Regions from separate parts of the Zea mays genome. Here region 2 is linked to region 1. Evidence: chromatin contacts called from public Hi-C data. All regions are on one chromosome and are shown on one strand. The core of a region is the stretch at or near the end of the contact, and the rest is flanking DNA. Distances in the headings are between cores, read along the strand shown. Region 1 holds the start of LOC100280529. Region 2 holds the start of LOC100384288 (Lipoyl synthase 2, chloroplastic).

Evidence for each region. A called contact is a pair of places that touch in the nucleus more often than the background predicts.
Region 2: a Hi-C map of leaf shows a contact between it and region 1, with 1.8 times the contacts expected there. The contact joins the promoter of LOC100384288 here to the promoter of LOC100280529 in region 1. A contact is called at or near these places in 4 of 25 Hi-C or Micro-C datasets (ear, leaf and tassel).

What each region holds. Positions count from the first base shown.
Region 1 is chr3:198,680,392-198,683,246 of Zm-B73-REFERENCE-NAM-5.0, reverse strand. LOC100280529 reads right to left here and starts at 1,416. Exons shown (of 2, transcript NM_001367132.1): 1 at 85-1,416. The coding sequence starts at 1,334. The coding sequence ends at 129.
Region 2 is chr3:198,826,798-198,829,652 of Zm-B73-REFERENCE-NAM-5.0, reverse strand. LOC100384288 (Lipoyl synthase 2, chloroplastic) reads left to right here and starts at 1,448. Exons shown (of 7, transcript NM_001176850.1): 1 at 1,448-1,857; 2 at 2,032-2,213. The coding sequence starts at 1,576. LOC100272651 reads left to right here. Exons shown (of 5, transcript NM_001147109.1): 5 at 1-617. The coding sequence ends at 211.

The DNA of each region.
Region 1 (2,855 bases), core at 167-2,666:
TAGTATGGCAAATCAACGACCTTTCAGTATTTCAGCATTAATTCAACCCATAATCATATTTAGAACTGTAAAGTGGCATTTCACCTGTCAGAAGGGTAGAACTCTGTGGAAGTAAACCCCCTAGGTGCTCAGAACGAGTTCATTTCAAGACAATATGCCCTTCTCTTGAGAAGCACCTTTGCCGCAGTCCGATATGGCTCCTCAAAGGCCTCTGAAATCCAGCATGTACCAACAGGACCTGCAGCCCCGGCCCCTTGGCCCTCCCTCAAGGCATCTTCGCTTGGTTTGATCGCCACTAGTGTCGCACCCTTCAGCAGCGTTCCCCCAGGCAGCTCAATGAGCGGTGCGTAGTGCAGACGCATACTGAGAGCCGGCATGAGGGTGCGGTGCGAGCTCCCTGACGGAAAGACGGGCCGCACCCGCAGTTCCTGCAGCTGCCTCTTGTCCATGGTGAGCACCCCTTGCCCGTCAGCATCTGTCAGGTCCAAGCTCTCCAGCAATTCGTGATTACAGATAATCGGCTGCAGCAAGTAATGCCTCGCCGACGCGGCAATCAGGGAGCTGATGGTCCAGACAACGCGAAGCTTGAGCCCTCCATTTGTATAAAGAGAATCAGGTAGGCTCCCCGGCTCTTCAGTCTCCCGACTGGTATCGGGAGTGGCGGCCGCAGCAGTTTCCGATTCCGCCTGAGTGTACCCTGTCGGCGGCTTGGACGAGATCGACGAGGCGCCGAGGATGACGCAGCTGACGAGGGTGGAGCCGAAGTCGGCCTTCCACTTAAGGAGCACACCGTCGTCAATGCCGAGCTCGCCCGTGGGCAGCTCGATGTGAAGGCGCCGCAGCTCCTTGAAGGAGCGGAGCACCTCGGAGGGGGAGTGGTGAGAGACGTCCGCGACGGGCGCGCGCGGGGAAGCGGGCAGTGCCTCGGAGCGCCGGGAGACGGCCGCGGCGGCGGGGGAGAGGATCTGGCCGAGCGCGTGGATGGGCCTGGCGATGCCGCCGAGCAGGACGCGCGCGATGTGCGCGAGCGCGCCGCGCCCGCGCGCGGCCGGGGCTGGCGCCTGCCGCGGCGAGGTGCCTGGTGCGGCGGAAGAGGAGGACGAGGGCGGCGGGTCGTCAGGGATGACGCAGTCGACGCGGACGAAGACGGAGTCGACGAGCGGCACGAGCGCATGGAAGCGGCGCGAGACGAGGGCGCAGCGGCCGAGCGCCTTGACGTCGCCGATGCGATTGAGGACGTCGAGCAGCACCGCGTCGTGGAGCCGCTCGAACTGGTCAGCGGCCTCGGCCCCGCCGCACGGGCACTCCTCCTGCTGCTGCCGCGCCGCCTCCATCCCACGGAGGTTGCAGGCAGCCAGGCACACAGATCGGGATCGGGGAGAGGCGTCGGCGCGGGGCGGGGCTGACTTGCTGGGGGATTTGATTGGATTCCCTTGCGGTGGATCGCTCGCTGGTAGTCTGCACGGGACGGCCGACGGCACGGCACAAGCTCACGGCTGTACTGCTGGTACTGGGAGCGAGACAGCGAGTGGAGCGTGAGACGTGGAGGGGGATCACGGCCTCACGGGGACGGGACGGGATCGGCGGCAGGCTCGTGTTCGTGTGTGGGCGATGATGAGGTGTCAGTCGCGGACTGGCGAGTAGCTGGTGCCGTAGGCCCGTAGTTGAGGGTCCGGGTCAGGCTCCAGGTCCAGGGTCACGGCAGCGCGGTGGTGTGGTGGCATGATGCAGGCTGCTGCGCGGGGGCTGGGACGGTGCGACTGCGGGCAGGCGGCACAGGCACCCAAGCAACGGGGACGTCTCAGCGCTCCGCGGATTAGAGATGAATAGCTGAATACGAGGTCATCGTCATCCTGTATACTACACTAATGTATTTCTCTCGGATATAAAATCAGATATGGTTAGTTAAGATTCAGGACGAATATAGGACGGGATCAGATAATAATCCAGACAGGTAATAAACAGATAACAGATATTACTCGAGTAGGTACAAGATAATTGTCGGGTAGTTCGTCCCGATGATATTAATTGTCCAACCACTCAACAAATACATAATTTAAGCAATACATTATCATGTATATGATAGATCAAATGTAGGAAAGTAAACCGATAAAATTGATATCATGAGTTCAAAGTTACTAATTACAAGAACATTGTAAAACCAACCCCGCAATATTAAAAATTCATAAAATATTCTAGTTTCACTCAAAAATTGCAAATAAGTTACAAAAACAAATAAACATTTTATACGAAGATAACTCCTCATATGAAAATAATAAAGTAAAGTACTGATTATGTTGAAACTTGGATATTTATAGTGATTTCACATGTAACTCATACAAAAAAGTAAACGTGAAATGAAAGAAACGTAGACATTTTATAGATCTTATGATCCAAACATTTTTTTATGGTTATATATAAACATATGTTGTGCCTCCGTAAAATTTCATGATTTTTAGGCTATTTATATATCATTAATTTCTTGTCGTAGAAAATCATCAAAATACAATTAAATCCATCAAATAACGTAGCGTCGACTGAAAATTACAAATAAGTTACCAATACGAATAAATAGTCTATACAAAGATAATCTTAAGCCCCCACATAAAAATGATAAAATATATTAATTTGATATAAATTTGGACATAATTTTAATGATTTTGGCCTAAATATATATTTAAACAAAAAATGATGTACTACATAGTTATAGATATCTTCGAGCTCTACAATTTTCATATAAACTTTATCTTTATCCGATTTTATATGTAACAGTTATGATTTTATAACTATATTATTATGTTGTAAAAGAAAAACGGGTACCCGAATTCCGGGTACCCGTATCCGACCCGAATATC
Region 2 (2,855 bases), core at 199-2,698, 150 kb before region 1:
ACAGACACCGAGCTCAGGAATCGGACCTGAGGCTTCCAAAGCTACTAGTAAGGAGATGCCTGTTGAGCTACTTCGTGCAAGCCTTCCTCATACAAACGAGCAGCAGCGCCAGCGGCTTCTTGATTTTGCTCAGAGATCCATGCCAGTAACAGGTTTCAATCCCTCAGGTGCTAGAGGTGGGCACATCACTTCAGAATCTGTTCCTGGATGATGTAACTGAAGGAGACACACAAGGGCAAAGAGTCAATGCTTTTAAACATTGATGAGATGGTCTTCAGCTGATAATTGTTGTATCTGAAGACATGCATGCCCCATTATAAGTTGTGAGCGAGCTTGGAGAAGTTCCGATTGCTCAGGAAAGTAGCCTTCACTTCAGGTTGTGACGTAAGTTTAGGTTTCAGAGTAATCGAATAGACCAGTGAAATGTTCCTTATGTGGGTCATTTAATATAGTACCCACCTGATGATATCATAATACTGGAACAGGAAATGTACCCCTTCACATTTCTACTAGAGTCGATGTTCTTCGTAGGCCATTGTGGACTGGTTTGCACATTTACTGGGCATGTATTTGTTTATATTCTGACATACTGTTATTGAGCTACTCCTGTCCTGGGTCGGGCTCTTGGCTTCTAGTCTAGGTGGGTGGAAATGTTCGGGTTGTTTTTGCTTGATCATATTCTGTCAGCCTTCCTTTCATCATTTCCCTCAATATTCCTTGTGGTGTGTGTGGAGCCATCTGCCTTCGCGAACTGTGCGATTTCCAGCATGAATTCGTTCGTTAAGAAATGCCAACCGTTAGCTTAGCTCCATTTAACAGCGTGATGTGAAAATATATTGATATTATTGACTGCTTCGTTCGTCTGAATCAATGGGATGCAGTCGCACTGTTGTTTGAAGGAAGCAGTGTAACTGTAGATCTTTGCATTTGATGATGTTGTTGCAAAAGAAAAGGTATGGATTGGTTCTCGTTTAATCCTGGTGTAGAGCATAATCCTGTTGAGCTTAGATTTCCTCATGCCAAAGATCGATATGACGCAGACTCATGCCAAGTGTGTGTTCAAGCTCATACAGAAGCTTGTTCAAACAATCACATCTGATCTGAGCATCCTTCGTAAAAGGCTGCGACTTGTAACTTGTTTGGAATTGAAAGAAAATGATCGTTTGATTCCCTAGCAATAGAAATCCTGGGTAAAATCCTGCATTTGCTGGTGTCAAGGTATTCCAAATGGCGCTAAGATTGATCAGTCTCCAAACATGATCGTGTCTTCCAATATCTGAGACACTGGGCTACCAGGTACCAGCACACCCACTGCACTGAGCCACATCGGCCAGGAACCAGCAGCGGCAGGAACAAGGCAGGCGATCCGGAGAAACCAACCTTGCTATCATCGCCGGCCTAATATCAATCCCCTGTTTTACCCCTGGGCCACGGCAGTCGTCCAGCTGGTTTGCCTCCCACACAAGGGTAAAAGCGGAACGCTAAAACCTCACCCCCTCCGCTTGGAAGTTCCATCGCCGCCGCCTCCATCGCTACACACCACGACGCAGCGCCCGATTCCGCCGGCCAGCAACGATGCAGAGCTCCCTCGCCCGGCCGCCGGTACTGGCCGGATGCGGCGAGAGACGGGGCCTGGCAGCCGTGGCACGGTGCCGCGCTGAGGCGGCGGCGCCCGTGTGGACGGCGTCCAGGGCGTCTGCGGGGCCGTACACCGGGAGGGACCCGGAGGTGAAGAAGCCCGCGTGGCTGCGGCAGCGCGCTGCGCAGGGGGAGAAGTACGCTCGCCTGCGGGAGTCCATCGGCGAGCTCAAGCTCAACACCGTCTGCGTCGAGGCACAGTGCCCCAACATCGGCGAGGTACGCGCGCCGATCAGATGACAGATGCCCCCCTCCGCGTGACGCCCATCGCGTCAGTACCTGCCCGTGAGCCTAGGCCTAGCATAGACTGATCCACGCCAGCGGTTTCTGCGAGAGGAGCGCTTTGGTCTCAGTGATGGGTTCTGACGGAACCGGGTGCTTTTGGTGGCGCAGTGTTGGAACGGAGGTGGAGGGGCCGGCGGCGAAGGGGACGGCATCGCGACGGCCACCATCATGGTGCTTGGTGACACCTGCACGCGCGGGTGTCGATTCTGCGCTGTGAAGACCAGCAACAAACCGCCGCCGCCTGATCCCCTGGAGCCTCTGAACACGGCTTTGGCTGTTGCAAGCTGGGGGTATGATCTCTAGTAATCCTGCCTGGCTGATCATCTGCTGATTGGAAACTGATAGGTTCTCAGAACTCGTGATTGATCGATGCAATTGTAAATTTGTAATTGGTGTTAGGCCCTGTGTTGGAACCCAAAATGACCGTGCGGACGGTCCGGCCCGGAGGCCGGACGGTCCGCGGTCCGGACCGTCCGCGGTGGTGGCGCGGACGGTCCGCGCGTGCGCAGAGTCAGTTAGGGTTCCTAGTTTCTCGCGGGATTTGTTACCTAAAACCGCGGGATTAACTCGGAAATCAGTTGGAAGCGGATCCAGACCTCCCCCTTTATATAGATGAAGGGCTACGGCCGATTAAACCCCCATCATCAATCGAATCAATACAACTTCTATTTCGCATTTTATCCTAGGAGTAGTTCTAGTCTAGTTTAGGTTTAGCTATCCAATCCCCAAATTCTTCGTCTCTCTTCGGCTCTACGTCGATTAGAGGAGTCTAGGTCGGCCGGCCCGAGCCTAGACACCACCTAGGATCTCTCCTCCCCGACGGGGTCCCTCCCGGGAGCGAGATCCAGGCGCCGCCGGCGACTTCCGCCGCCTCTGCGTACGCGCGGATCGTTCGGCCCCAGGGCGCGGACCGTCCGGCCGTCAGGCAGAGA